5 separate regions of the Mus musculus genome follow, and all the other regions are linked to region 1. The links are chromatin contacts, called in public Hi-C and promoter capture Hi-C maps. All regions are on one chromosome and are shown on one strand. Each heading gives the region's core, a stretch centred on a gene start, on an enhancer-like site or on the middle of the called end of the contact. The rest is flanking DNA. Distances are from core to core; before and after follow the strand shown. Region 1 holds the start of Ccdc158 (coiled-coil domain containing 158). Region 2 holds the start of Scarb2 (scavenger receptor class B, member 2). Region 3 has its middle 20 kb from the start of Scarb2. Region 4 overlaps Scarb2 (scavenger receptor class B, member 2). Region 5 overlaps Shroom3 (shroom family member 3).

Evidence for each region. Promoter capture Hi-C pulls out the DNA fragments that hold promoters and counts their contacts. A called contact is a pair of places that touch in the nucleus more often than the background predicts.
Region 2: a contact with region 1 is called in a Hi-C map of pre-megakaryocyte-erythroid progenitors, with 2.2 times the contacts expected there. The contact joins the promoter of Scarb2 here to the promoter of Ccdc158 in region 1. A contact is called at or near these places in 9 of 39 promoter capture datasets (the 3T3-L1 cell line, Sertoli cells, cranial neural crest and 6 more), 21 of 484 Hi-C or Micro-C datasets (LSK cells, bone marrow-derived dendritic cells, cerebral cortex and 15 more), 17 of 115 datasets of contacts at active chromatin or transcription factors (bone marrow-derived dendritic cells, bone marrow-derived macrophages, cardiomyocytes and 12 more) and 3 of 9 other capture datasets (adipose tissue, liver and pancreatic islet).
Region 3: a contact with region 1 is called in a promoter capture Hi-C map of liver. The contact joins the enhancer-like site here to the promoter of Ccdc158 in region 1. A contact is called at or near these places in 4 of 39 promoter capture datasets (the 3T3-L1 cell line, 3T3-L1-derived adipocytes, liver and 1 more), 2 of 115 datasets of contacts at active chromatin or transcription factors (craniofacial prominence and microglia) and 2 of 9 other capture datasets (adipose tissue and pancreatic islet).
Region 4: a contact with region 1 is called in a promoter capture Hi-C map of liver. The contact joins the enhancer-like site here to the promoter of Ccdc158 in region 1. A contact is called at or near these places in 6 of 39 promoter capture datasets (the 3T3-L1 cell line, cranial neural crest, frontonasal cranial neural crest and 3 more), 1 of 484 Hi-C or Micro-C datasets (embryonic fibroblasts) and 2 of 115 datasets of contacts at active chromatin or transcription factors (embryonic limb bud and microglia).
Region 5: a contact with region 1 is called in a promoter capture Hi-C map of liver, with 9 times the contacts expected there. The contact joins the enhancer-like site here to the promoter of Ccdc158 in region 1. A contact is called at or near these places in 21 of 39 promoter capture datasets (the 3T3-L1 cell line, 3T3-L1-derived adipocytes, the HPC-7 cell line and 12 more), 1 of 15 datasets of contacts at CTCF or cohesin (the NIH/3T3 cell line), 9 of 484 Hi-C or Micro-C datasets (the C2C12 cell line, the HL-1 cell line, embryonic stem cells and 3 more), 14 of 115 datasets of contacts at active chromatin or transcription factors (embryonic forebrain, embryonic midbrain, embryonic stem cells and 5 more) and 3 of 9 other capture datasets (adipose tissue, liver and pancreatic islet).

Annotation. Positions count from the first base shown.
Region 1 is chr5:92,673,764-92,676,489 of GRCm38.p6, reverse strand. It overlaps Ccdc158 (coiled-coil domain containing 158), which reads left to right and starts at 1,363. Exons shown (of 25, transcript NM_001360018.1): 1 at 1,363-1,432.
Region 2 is chr5:92,504,339-92,507,038 of GRCm38.p6, reverse strand. Scarb2 (scavenger receptor class B, member 2) reads left to right here and starts at 1,382. Exons shown (of 12, transcript NM_007644.4): 1 at 1,382-1,847. The coding sequence starts at 1,731.
Region 3 is chr5:92,523,823-92,526,522 of GRCm38.p6, reverse strand. No RefSeq gene overlaps it. Among named protein-coding and RNA genes, the nearest start is that of Scarb2, 20 kb to the right of the region's middle. Within about 2 kb of position 1,267, at least 35 of the 459 cell types and tissues checked have an H3K27ac peak or open chromatin away from gene starts, as enhancers often do. A contact at or near this core is called in liver and microglia, where this site is marked.
Region 4 is chr5:92,487,848-92,490,547 of GRCm38.p6, reverse strand. The region is part of intron 1 of Scarb2 (scavenger receptor class B, member 2); the gene reads left to right. Among named protein-coding and RNA genes, the nearest start is that of Scarb2, 16 kb to the left of the region's middle. Within about 2 kb of position 1,362, at least 125 of the 459 cell types and tissues checked have an H3K27ac peak or open chromatin away from gene starts, as enhancers often do. A contact at or near this core is called in liver, where this site is marked.
Region 5 is chr5:92,926,571-92,929,482 of GRCm38.p6, reverse strand. All of the region lies in intron 3 of Shroom3 (shroom family member 3), which reads right to left. Among named protein-coding and RNA genes, the nearest start is that of Gm36764, 81 kb to the left of the region's middle. Within about 2 kb of position 1,447, at least 10 of the 459 cell types and tissues checked have an H3K27ac peak or open chromatin away from gene starts, as enhancers often do. A contact at or near this core is called in liver, where this site is marked.

The DNA of each region.
Region 1 (2,726 bases), core at 114-2,613:
GTGTTAGGTAATTAAAATGTTTTATGCCAAAAGAACACACTTATGTTTTGATAGAAATGAAAAGGTTTAAAGGAAACTAATTGGAACTTGTTTTCAGTCTAGTCACAGAGGCTAGCCATTTATCGTCCTGCTTAGTGATTATAATTTCCTGTTTATGTACTTGACGCTATAGTCCTAGTTGTTTCCAAGGCAGTAAGCGGTATGACAAAAGTCTTCAATGGTACTTCATAAAAGGTTACAATTTGTAACTGCATTACATAAAAGTGTTTGATATTTATAGTCAATTTATACACTGTATATGTGTTGTACTACTTAACCTTGATAGTTAACAGAATCCAACATCACAAAGCAAAAGTTGATCTATACACTTCTGTAAGAGCATAGTCTAAGAGGCAGAAGGATTCCAAGTTTGTGGCCACCCTAGGCTACGTAGGGAGTCTCTGTCTTCAAAACAATAACAAACGCTACAGGTTGTATCTCTCATCTTCCGCCTCTTTGGAACTCTTTCTTTGGGATGCTAATTTGAACAGCACGCTGGAGTCTGAGTGTATAGTCGTTATAACGACAGAGTAACCGAAGCACAGAAGAGGAAACAGCTCTCCGAAGGCAGAAAGGTCAGTTATCCGAAGAACTCTGAACCTGAAAAAACAGTCCGGACGGAAGTGCAACTTAAAAGCACAGGCTAAGCACAGGCGAGCTGCAAAATGCAAGTTATTCTGTTAGCTTGAACAGGCAGGGGTGGGGTGGGTTAGGGGGAGTAGACTGCACATGTGAATAAGGATGTCAGCCTGCCCCTCTCTCTGAGCGCTGGTAACAGAGAGGATCTGTGCCATTTGGTAGCTGGGAGGATCTTTGTGGGGTCTTTGTGAGGACGACAGGAGAGTGAGGCTAGATAAGGAGCCGGGTTGCAGGGCAGTAGTAAGCGAAGAAATGTGGCTTGTTGGGCCTCCCTGGTTGCCTTGGCGACGGGGTAGGGGAGCGGGGAGCACGTAGCAGTCCGGGGGCGTGGTCTTACAGGCTGCCTGCCCCGCCCCCTCACGGGCAGCGCTCTCTCAGGCCCCGCCCCTCTTCTTCTGCCTCAGCCTCCCCTCTCCCCTCTCCCCTCTCCGGTCCAGCCCTCCTCCTCACGCCCCGCCTTTTCTCGTACCTCAGCCTTCCGGCTTCTCTCACGCCCCGCCCTCCTTACGCCCCGCCCTTCCCTCACACCCCGCCCCCTTTCTCCCTAAGTTCCTCGCCGCCAACCGTCAGACCGGGCTTGCGCTCCGCAGAAGCAGGGAGCTCGAGGCCTCGAGGTGGCCGGTCGGGTGCCGTGGTAAGGTAGCTGCGCGGGGTCGCGGTCTCGGGTGCAGTGAGAGCCGACAGGGTCTCGCAGGTGCGGCCGCGGCCCCCGCGGACATGCGGCCGGTCTCTTAGGGCTAGGTGTTGTTAGCAGGTATGCGGACGGAGTGCGCCTCGGGGTACAGGGAAGGGTCGTTCTCCTTGAGGACCTGGATCGACTCCTGTTCCTTCTGGAACTTTCCATGGCCTTATGGTCACACGTGGAAGCAGCCCAATCACTTTGTACAGCTGTTTTCCACTTTGTACACTGTCCCTGTTCTCCAGGGGCAGTGGCGGGAAACCTGGGTCTTCGTGACTGCAGAGTCACTTGCAGAATTCTTTGAGTCCAACAGGACTGCTCCCTGCTCACTTTTGTTCCGGCCTGGCTCCTGGGAATCTCTGGAAGAGATGGGAAACTGTGGGGACAGACAGTGGAGTCTCGGGCTGTCACCAGTATTTCGTCCCACATGAGACTGTGTGACTGTAGCCTCTTGATAATCCACTTCAGGTCCTAGACTTTCCACCTCAGCAACAGCCTCCTTTCCCACAACACTTGCAGAAGTCCCCAATTGAGCGGTCCTAGGCATTGCTCCTGTTAAATGTCAGGTTGGCTTTAAGGTCACGGGAATGCAGAAAACAAGTAAGTGGTGTGGGCTGTTCCTCGGTGTGTTTTGGCTGATAACTACATAAGAAAAAAAGGTCCAGAGTGTTGAATCTTCCCAGAGGGTGAGTTAGACAGGGCTGCTAATGTGTGTATACCTATGGTCTATGGGAGTGGGAAAGTTGAGGCAGAGATCTGAAATGCCAACCTCTGTGCCACGTTTTTCATTTTTTTAAAGATGTATTTTTATTTTATGTTAATTTAGTATTTTGCCTGCCTGTGTGTAAGGGCACCATGTGGGTGCCTGATGCCTGTGGTGGCTAGAAGGGGTTGTGGGATTCCCTGGAACTGGACTTACAGAAGGTTTTGAGCAGCCATGCAGGTGCTGGGACCTGGACACTGGCAGCAAGTGCTCTAAGGCCTAGCCATCATTCCAGTCCCATATTTTAAATTTTAATACAGTTATCTATTCATTTTAGTTGAGTGTGAACTACATTTAGAGGCTGTTTACCCTCTAAATGTAGTTGTTAAAGATTTATTTGATGTATCTACAAGGCCTTTGCTTGCTGTTTTAGTTTCGGGGGTGACTCTGTTCTTCTGTATTAGAGTGATCCACTTTAAAACTCTAGAATCTAAAGCTGGTGTGGTGGTGCACACCTTGAATTCTAGCACTCAGGAGGCAGAGGCAGGCAGATCTCTGTGAGGTCTCCATAGAGAGCTCCAGGCCAGCCAGGGCTATGTAGAGAGACCCTGACTTAAAATACAAAAACAAACAAACCTATAGCATCCATTTAAAAGGGCCTTTTTC
Region 2 (2,700 bases), core at 133-2,632, 170 kb after region 1:
GGAGAGGGAGAGGGAGAGGGAGAGGGAGAGGAGAGAGAGAAATCTGTGCAGGTGCAATTGTCCTGAGTCTAACTAACTATGTAGTACACCAGCAACAGTGTAACTTTCATCTAAATTCATTTTTTTCATTGCACATACCTCCCCCCCCCCATTTTCTTTTAGATTTTATTTTACTCTGCTGGGTTTTTTCCTTTATCTATTTTTTCAATTTTAAGACAGAGCTTCTTTTGTGTGCTTCTATTTTGCTTGTTTTCTTTCCTCTTTTGAGACAAGGTCTCCCTCTATGGTACAGGCTGCCTCCAGTGTCACGATTATTTGAGTGTTTTCCATCCTGGTGGGCTGACTCCTTAATGATAAGGACACTGGCCTGGCCAAGAAAATGTCAGTTCAGATCTTCCCCTGCAGATGGCATTAGTGACTGATGAGCCTCTCAGCTGTTGAACACGACTGAAATCTATCCCAAGCTGGTAAAGACTAACTTCTCAAGGTTGCTCCCAGTCCGCTGATTAAGCACAACAGGGATATTTAAGGCAGGTCTACATCTGAGATATGTCAGAATTTGGGGACATGCCAGTTTGCCTCAAGGACTACTCTCTCCCCACGGCTTTGCTGAACTTGTAGGTATTACTTTGCACCCAGCTTCCCTACTTGCCTTTTCCCATTAACGAAATCACACCCCACCCCCCACATCCCAACTCCAGTTCCTCTTACAACCTGTACAGCACTTCTTTCTGCTTCATAATAGGGCTGCCGCGTGTTTGTGTGTCTGTATGTGTGTGCCAGTCACGGAACTAACCCTTATTCAACTGATGATGACAAAATAGACAACAAACACCTGCTCTACTTGACTTGCTTCTCTGTTAACGCCCTTTATCAGGACACAGAGCCTTTCAAAATCTGATCTCCGAGGGCTTGGCACCACAAACCCTACAGCATAAGGCCTAGACTACTCAACAGTTAACTCCCTTGCCTTCAGTCTGCGGAGGCAAACGCCTCCTCCTCACTTTCTTGAGGACACACTCTGACTTATTCCTGAAGACCCAGTTCAACCCAACAAGGCTCTGCAGGTACAAATCAGGCACAAGTCAGCAGGCACCTTGTAAAAGCATTAGTTACATTGTACTTAAATCTTCCAAGGAACTCGGGAGATCCTCTGGAGTAAGGGAAACCGCGCGTCCAGCCGGGGTTCCCCATGCTTGGCCCACCGTGGGCCCTCAGCAGAGATCTGAAGGAGAAAGAAAGCGGCAGAGCGAATGGGGAAGGGCGATTTCAGTTCCCTGGATGACCGCGCCGCCTGCAGGGAGAGGATGCAGGCGCAACCCCGCCGAATCGCAGGGGCCGCTGCAGGGCACATGACTGAAGGCCTCCGCCCGGCCCCTCCCGCTTCCCGGCGCAGTCGCCAGCCGTCACCATCACCGCCGCCGCGGCTTGCTGGCGAGCCCCACCAGCCCGCGTCACCGCTCTGCGCGCTCCCTGCACCTCCCTGGCTGCAGCAGCCGGAGAAAACGAAAGCCAGGCGGCCCCGGCACTCGCGATCGCACCGGCTCTGCTGCTCATTCCGGTATCTACTCCAGGGCTGTGCGCACTGCGCGGGCAGCGGCTGAACACGCACGGAGAAGGTGCGGGAGCCGCAGGGGCCCCGGGCTTTGGGCGGCTGCTGCTCGGCCTTGGCGGAGGCTTGTTCCAGCTCGCCGTTCGGTCCCAGGCCTGGCCGGTGAGCTGCGCGCAGTATGGGCAGATGCTGCTTCTACACGGCGGGGACGCTGTCTCTGCTGCTGCTGGTGACCAGCGTCACGCTGCTAGTGGCTCGAGTCTTTCAGAAGGCGGTAGACCAGACGATCGAGAAGGTGAGGCAGGCTAGTGTGTGTGTGTGTGTGTGTGTGTGTGTGTGTGTGTGGTGTCTTTCTAGGCCACCCTCCCATTGCGGACCCTGTGTGGGGAGAGTTGCGTTGGCGCCGAGCCTGCAGAACACAGCTCTTGTTTGCCTCCCCGGGTTGGCAGGATGTGGAGACTTGAGGTGACTCTTCCTTTTAAATAACCTGTAAGTCTACAGATCTCGACTTTGTAGAAAAGCCTTGCGTTTCCGTTCTATCCTTAGCAATTCTCCACACCCCTCTACGCACCCGGTCTATGTTGAGCCCTGTTTCCCTCGCACTTGACAAAGAAATAGAAATGCGTAAAAGCACCGCAGAAGAGGCTGGCTTTGTAGGCTTGCCCGCGCAGCCTTTGAAACGGAGTGAGCCTGGGGATGAGAAGTGGGTGAGAGGTCTATTGTGTTCTCCTTCCTGGGCTGGACAGGGTAGGGTAGGGTAGGGCAGGGCAGGGCAGGGCAGGGCAGGGCAGAGCAGATGGCAAACAGTCTAGGCTTTAGGAATGGGTGACATTTTATCCATTGCAGTTAGTGCTTAGCGGCTCTGTGTCTCGCAGACAGCCCTGTCTCTGTTTCATACTTGTGCTCATCAGCCATTACTTGGGTAATTAACGAATTTGGACCTGTCTCCCAGGGTGTTTGATGGGGCCTGAAAACTGGTCATGTGGAAGACTTCTCCATCCTGGGGCCACCCTGGTCACTTTTTTCTTTTACCCTTTCACCCACATTCACCAGGCACGGTGGAAAGAGGAACTGGAGAGAGTTACTAGGGTCACCTTTTCCTTTAAAAATAAAGAGCTAAACAAATGAGTCACTGGGGTAGCCTTTCT
Region 3 (2,700 bases), core at 18-2,517, 150 kb after region 1:
AGGTTCACAACCGCTGATCGCCTTCAGATAAAATAGGAGTATGGGATGTGTTCTCTGTTCTTTAATTCTATGTCTTCACTAACACAAAGCCTGTAAATTGCTGGGATGCTTAACTCACAGGAAAGTAAGAAGTTTGTAGTTGTTTTCTCATGTAATTGATCACAGCAGTAAAATTGACCAATATACTGCTCTTAAGTTCTCTGAGCATGCAGTGTTGTGGTGTAGACGGTTGTGTGTCCTGCCCCATTAACATGCTGAAGTCTTAATCCCCTGCTCACCCCCAAAGTGATGGTTCTGGGAGATCAAACCTTTGGATGGTGATAGGTCACGATGACAGAGGTCATGAGGAATAGTGACCTTATAATAGATGTCTTAGAAAGTTAGCTAGCCCCTTCCACTATATGGAGGCACAGAAGCACGCACCAGCTATGAACCAGAAACTGGGCCATCACTGGGTTAAAAAACCTGCTGCCACCTTCATCTTAGAACTCCCAGCCTTGGGCGCTGTAAGAAATAGATTTTCTGCTGTTTGTAAGAGATGTAGTTGTTTTGTTTATTTGTTTGTTTGTTTGTTTTGGTTTTTCGAGATAGGGTTTCTCTGTATAGCCCTAGCTGTCCTGGAACTCACTTTGTAGACCAGGCTGGCCTCGAACTCAGAAATCTGCCTGCCTCTGCCTCCCAAGTGCTAGGATTAAAGGTGTGCACCACCACACCTGGCATGAGATGTAGTTTTAAGGGTTTTGTTACAGCAGCTCAGACAGATGCAGTCAGGCATTTTCATATTGACCTTTATAAGGATAAGAAGGTTTAATCAATTAATAAGATTGTTCCTCAACGTGATAAATTATGCTGCCTAGTGAACTCTTGCTCACCTTTACCTCCACTCTTCTACAGAAGAGCCACTCTCCTATTGTTTGTTGAGATGAGGTCTCTGTAGCCCAAACTGACTTCAAACTCCCAATGTAGGGGAATATGGCCTTAATTTGATCTTTCTGTCTCCATCTCCCAAATTTCTGCATTAAAAGTGTATGCCACCTGGCCCTCTGGGCTTCAGGATAAGTGGAGGTAGAGGTGAGCAAGAGTCTAGCCAGGTAGCATAATTTATCACGTTGAGAAACAATCTTATTTTGTACATTGTATTTTCCCTCCCATTTTTCAGGAGGCTTAAAAATCAATTCTCTCAAGCTTGTATGCCCTAGGTTTCTGCTTCATGCATCCCAGAAGGGAACCAGCGGACCAGTAGCCTTGGACCCAAAACTGAAACCACAGAGCCCAAACCGTCCTTTCCTTAGGCTGTTTGTCTTGGTCTCTATCTAATCACTACATACTATTGACTACCACAACTCTCTTAACCCCAGCTTGGCTATCTGCCAGTCCCCTGCCACATCCGTATTCTTGCTGAAACAGCCACTGGCCACGTCTGGGTCTCACAAGACTCACTTTGACCCATGACTCTCTTCATTTTCTTCCTTCTTGTCTCTCCTTCAGAGAGACTCTCATTTCAACAACTTCTCCTAGTGAAGTGACTCATTAAAGAATGAATACAAACCTTCACCTGCTGCTCGTTCAACCGATGTTGCAAGGTCCAGGAAACCAGACAGCTCTGAGATTTTGCAACATGCTGGCATTGCCTTGTTGAGTTCAAAAGCCACCTCCACCAAGAATCCAAACCTCATTTTGCTCCTACAAAAACGAAAATCTGGAGAGAACCGGCTTTATGTCAGAACCTGAGAAATGTTAACAGCCTTGAGAAGCATTCTAAACACACAGTATTTCCAGCAAACTCACCACTTTTCCTTTGTTTCCAATAGATTCGGAGAGCTGGAGGCCAAGCTGTGGTTAATAACTTCCCAGCCTGCACAGGTGCCAGGTTTATTTCAGTTTCAGCTTCACTCCCGACTGGCCATAAGATGCTGGGTTGCTTTAACCACTTATCTATATCTGTTTTCTCATTTTGAGAATAGGAATGGAACATCATCTTCATAGGGTCATGGAAGGGTTAAATGCAGCACAACATAGGGAGATCTTACTATATGGATATCTGCTGTTAGGCTTTTATTGCCCCTCCCCCTGCCCCGAGGCATTAAACACAGGCAGAGCATTAGTAGAGTGTTCTACCATTGAACTACATTCCCAACTCATATTTTTTTGTTTGTTTCTTTATGGGGACAAAGGGGCTAGAGAAATAGCTCAATGGTTAAGAGCACTGGCTGCTCTTCCAGAAGATCTGGGTTCAATTCCTAGCACCAATGTGACAGCTTATCTAGGACTCTAGTTCTAAAGGATCGGATGCCGTCCACAGGAATCAGGACACAATGCAGGCAAAACACCCATAAACACAAAGTTTTCAAAATGGGACCAGGTTGGAGAGATGGCTCAGAGGTTCAGAGCACTGACTGCCCTTCCAGAGGTCCTGAGTTCAATTCCTAGCAACCACATGGTGGTTCACAACCATCTGTAATTGGTTCTAATGCCCTCTTCTGGTGTGTCTGAAGACAGCTACAGTGTACTCATATACATGAAATAAACAAGTAAATCCTATAAACAAAAAACAAAAACAAAAAAGCAGAGGCCACAATATGTGGCTCAGGCTGGCCTTGAATTTGACGTTCTCCTACCTCAGGCTCTCAAGCGCTGGGGTTACAGGCATGTGTCACCACAGCTGGGTTCTTCTCATTTTTTTTCTCCCCTGCTTCTTCA
Region 4 (2,700 bases), core at 113-2,612, 190 kb after region 1:
AAAGTAATTATCTTAGTATTTGTGCATATGATGTTACCGTTCACTTCCTGCTATCAGTTGTTACCGTCTGGTCATAGCTCTCTGACACCCCCCCCCCTCTTTTTTTTTTTTTTTTTTTTTGGTAATTATTTCCATATAAGTTGCAGATATCACAACACTTTGTCACCAAATCCTTCAGATGCCTCTGTAAAGACTAAATCATTTTCTGGGCTGGAGAAATAGCTCAGAGGATCTGGGTTTGATTCCCAGCATCCACACAGGAGCTCCCAATCATCTGTAACCAGTGCCAGGGAATCCTGAACCCTCTTCTGACCTTGGGTATCAGGCATACATGTAGTGTAACAGATATACACGTAGGCAAAACTCCAATACAAATACTTTTTTTAGAAATTAATATATATGTGTGTATATATATTTAAAAGATTAAATTCTAAAATTTAAAATTTAAAAGATTCATTTTCTATGTAGTTCATGTAATATCTGGGACATAATTATACTTAAGAAACTGTTGTTTCCATGAAAGATGATTGTATTTGCTAAATCTGGTCACTGCAGCAGGCTGTATGGTAAGCAAACCTGGGCTTTGCTACACTGTAGACCAGGGCTTGTCCAGACATGATTTAACATACTGGCTTGCAACTTGCAGAAGTCTGTGCTTTTGTTTCTTTGTCTACAAAATTGGAGTTTTCTTTCCATTGCTCTTTTGGTGTTTGACTTCGATACAAATTGCAAAACTGGAAATTCTTATCTTGTAGGACCTATACTTAAAGCTCAGATACAATGAGGCCTCTAGCACAGCCCCAGAGTCTGGCAGGTACCCAGTAGGCAGCTGGCTGTGCTGGCAGCGTGACTGTTTGTGAGCCGATGCAGGAAAAGATAAAGATAAAGACACACTGCTTTTAGAAATGTCGGCAGTTGCATATACAGCTTCTCTTTGCTCTCTTGTTCCCCCTTAGTCACATGCACAAAACACACATGGATGTACACACACACACACACACACACACACATGCACACATGCACACATACACATACACAGAAACATACAGATACAAACACACAGACGTACATGTACACATACATACACACATGCACAGACACATAGACACACATATTTAGACACACACACACACACACACACACACACACACACACACAAGGCCCAGGGCCTCTTCTGGGATTTACAGAGGGCTCCTTGACTAGCCTAACCTGCAGCTATATGACACAGAACAAACATACAAGAACTTTATAGAAACTGGGGGAGGTTTTGAGACTATGAAAGAGAACAGAACAGTGTATTCAGATGGCGTCGGTTCTAAGTAGTCAGGGCAGAGAGGTGCCATGGGTCAGGCTGACCACAGGGAGAACACCAGGGTGTGCCAGAGTCCGCTACCAACGGTGACGCAGGCAAGCTGTCAAGGACTGTTTCAGTGCTAGCCAGGAGTGTTTTCATTTGCTCTGTTTAAGGAGACGGGGTTTCTAAAGGCTTATTTTTATCCTAAACCTCAGAAAGACAAGTTTAGAGATGCCCGAGAAATCTGGCTTCCACCCTTTCTGGAAGGAGTTCTGCCTTCTTTCTTTCTGGAAAGTCCCCCCACTTTGTATTTTTTATACCTTGGGTTGCCAGAGCTGGCTGAAACCAAGTGGTATAAACCCAGCTGCTTACCCAGCTGTTCAGCTCTCCCTTGCAGGAGGTTCTGGGGGGGGGGGGTTGTAATTTTGTAGATGATCTTTTTAACATATAAGTGAGATCCCAAGTCCTTTCTTCTCTGTACAGAACTTCCCTCCCCCATGCTGGACCATAGCTGGCCTCCAGGTGAGGCCCTCTGCTCACTGGCTGATACGGCCACTCCTAGGCACCCCCACTTCTCCTGACACTGTTCTCTAGCCTTGACCACTCCTCCCAGGGAATGAAACTTAAGCCTAACCCTTGAGACTCCTGCAAACAAAACATCCCTATTAGCTTTTGCCCTTGGCAACAGTCCCTTCTCCATTTACAGTAATGCTTTCAAGTAGCCTCTCCAGACCCAAGCCAGATTTGTGTTGCCCACTCCCAACTCCTCCAACCCTCCAACTTCCAGGAATTGAGTTTAGAGCCTTCCACGTGCTAGGCAAGGTAAATGCTACACTGTTTCGAGAAGTCAACAGCCAACTCAGCTGGTTACATGCTGAAGAGCTGAATTTTCCGGTTTAGTTTGCTGATTTCATCCCTAATGACTTCCGTTATTAGGTGTTTCCTGTGCTGACCACTCCATTCTTTGTTTTGTTTTGTTTTTTTCGAGACAGGGTTTCTGTGTGTAGCCCTGGCTGTCCTGGAACTCACTTTGTAATGACCACTCCATTCTTAAGTGATACCTCTGTGCTGTCCAATGGAAAGTACAGGTTTCTTCCAGTACAGGTTTCCTCGGGGCGTTTGTGGAGAAGAAACAGTTATTGCCCTGCCTTTTTCTAGAAAGTTTTGGACCAGAAAAAGCGATCTCTGGAAGATGAAGTAATTATTATTTCCAGGTTCTCCACTCTCATAATTCCAACACTGGTTTAAAGTAGCTTAAGTTCCTGGTACAGTTTCTAGGCATTGGATGAATAGTTTCTGATAGACTGTCAAAAACCGTATACGAGAGATGTATAGGAAGAGACGTTCTTGTAATTCAAGTGTATACCTAGTCTGCTTTCTTCAGCTTACTGCCCCTCTGCCCTCAG
Region 5 (2,912 bases), core at 198-2,697, 250 kb before region 1:
AATTTCTTGTATAGCTTTTCCCAGGACCCCAGGATCCTATTATGTAAATACAAACCTATATAAAGGTGTTAGGGTGGCCCACAGGTAGGGAGCTTGACCAGTATGCTCAAATCCCTGGATTCTACCCCCAATACCAAACAGCAAAAGAGATAGATTGGTGGGAAGAAAGGTATTTATCTGCAGTAATACGACCCCAGAGGAACATACAGTCCTTTCTGGATGGGGACATTCTTTTTATTATATGTCACATGCTCACAAAGTACACTGGGGACTTTTGCTTTGCTGACTGAATCAAGAGAGTGAAGCCTGCTAACAATGGACAGACAGATGACTAACAGGTAAGGTAATCCCCTTTCCCTGTACTGGGTCTGACCACACTGACCCACAACTGTCTACACATCTCTTCCCTCCCATGTAGTTTATTTCTCCTCACCCTCCATCCTGAAACATGTTTGTAGACAAAAACATAAAATAGTATAATTAAACAGAGGGGATTTGCAATGGTTTGTTTTTAACTTAGTCAAAATGTACCAAAATGTTCTTTTTCTCAGTATTTCAATCCTGCTCTTTCCCCCTCAACACACACACACACACACACACACACACACCCTTCTACTGTGCATGCTGCCCAAACCTCTCTATCGGCACAGCTAGAATAACCCAAAGACTGTCAGTTTGGAAGCTTGGGAGAGCCCAAATAGCAACCAAAATATTTCAGATTCAAGCGAATTAATGTTATACAGCGCTTTATAAATATCCAGTTGCATTTGTGTGTGTGTGTGTGTGTGTGTGTGTGTGTGTGTGAGTGAGAGAGAGAGAGAGAGAGAGAGAGAGAGAACACATTGCTCTATTAATAGAACTGGTATCAAACTCGTAACACTGAAGAAGCTAAAATCCCTTTCGGAGTAAATCTATGCACAGTGCTGGGGCTTTCTCTTCATTATTCTCTCTCTCCCCATTAAAAGCAGAGAATACAAATAAGAAACTGAAGAGATAAGAAAAAAGGTAAATACCACTCTAAAAATAGTTAAGAGAAATGTATTCTTGAAAAATCATACTAAAAAAACCCACCTGATCATTAAAATAAAGTTTTAACATAACTGGAACCCCAATAAAAAGTACAGTCTAGGTCTGAGGGCAGAGCAGCTGAAAATTAGGAAACTTCTAGAACACCAGCTCCGGTTCCTTCCCTACCTACCAATATTTCCATACTAAAATTTACAACAACAGGGAGGAGTTTCACCAACACAGCTGGCTAACACAGGACTGGCCATCAGGATAATAAGAGTGAGCTCTCAGTCACTTTCCGAGGACAGAATGCCAGATAAGACCTGAAAAACCAGCCCTGTGGTCTCTGGCATCGAGGGCCTTTCTGAATGTTTCTCTTACCATTTATGTGGCCCGGCAACAAATAGCAATCAGGACGAAAATCAATAAGCAAGCCGGCCAGAGCCTTAGGTCATTACCCAGACAGCTCCATTTACCTGTTCTTTGCCTAGGCATGCTGCCCGTGCCAAAGCACCCCCACCCCCGGATCGGGGCTCCGCACTAAGGGTAACTGACAGAACTTTGAAATCACAATTGTAGAGGGTAGAAGCAGGATTGAAAAGTCTGTGAGGGAAGGGAAGGAAAGGAAGTGGCCAGGCTCTCAACGGTGCCAGAGTGCAGTCATGCACAGAGGTCCGGTGAGCCAACACTTCCTTTCATGGGCAAAGATGACTTTAAAGCTTAATGAGAAGGCTGGATCTTTCCCTTAAAATCGGAAGATACTCAGAGCTGCCCTCCGCTCCTCTCTCCTTACCTTGTGTGTAAAGGGGTTGGGGGGAGCGAGGAGAAAAAGGCGGGTGTAGTCGGGCGCCCAAACCAAAAGCAGACCAGAACATCCACGGCCTGAGTCCACAGAAGGTGTATTGTCCGTATCGCAGGAAGCTTAGGAGTGCAGAGAGAAAAGGGAACTGATTCCAGGAATCTCTGAAGTTATGACTGGGAGAAATCCCTGCAAATACATATCGGGCACAAACCACAAGTCCAGGAGCTCAGTGAACACAAGCAGGACCAGGTCAAATGGCCCCACGGAAGCAGGCATGTCCACACTACGGAAAACTGACGGAAGAAAGAGAAAGGCCAGCCGCGGTGATCCCAAATCCATGCTCAGGCCTAAAATGCAGTGTGCCACAAATAAATAAAAAAATAAAATTAACAAAAAAAAAAAGGAAGAAAAAAATGGGTTGGTCTTTAAGGGAAGGAGACAGGATAATGGAAGATAATATGATTAAAGTACATTATATGTACTTTGAAATGTACACAAGTGGAAAAAGAAACTGTAAAAGAATACCTATTATTATTATTATTATTATTACTATTAGCACATCTGAGAGAGGCCTAGAGGAGAGAATTTACCCATAAAAGAGCAAAGGTAAGACTGGCACACACCATCCCCTCAGAAGCCATGTAGGCCAGAAGGGAGCAGAGGGAGGTATCAATTGTCCAGAGAGGAGGCAGCGAGAGGGGGGACAGTAGGCAAAGCCTGGTGGCAGATATGTATGACATGCCCTATTACCCAGGAGGTGGTGGGGCACGCCTTTAATGCCAGCACTCAAGAGGTAGAGGCAGGCTGATCTCTGTGAGTTCGAGGCCAGCCTGGTCTATAGAATGAGCTACACAGAGAAACCCTGTTGAAGGGGGGGGGGTGCCCTAATTAATATCATTATCCTGCATGCTGTATAAAAGCAAAATACAAAAAAAATGCAAAAAACAGAGTTCAGAGAAAAACTTAAGCAGCCTTGAATTCTATGCCATGTGGAGAGAGCATATTTGCAGGCGACGAAGAGAAGCCATGCGTGGTTGGGGCACAGTACTGTAACCCCAGCACTTGGGAGATGGGCAGAGGAAGCAGGAGTTATGGCTATCCT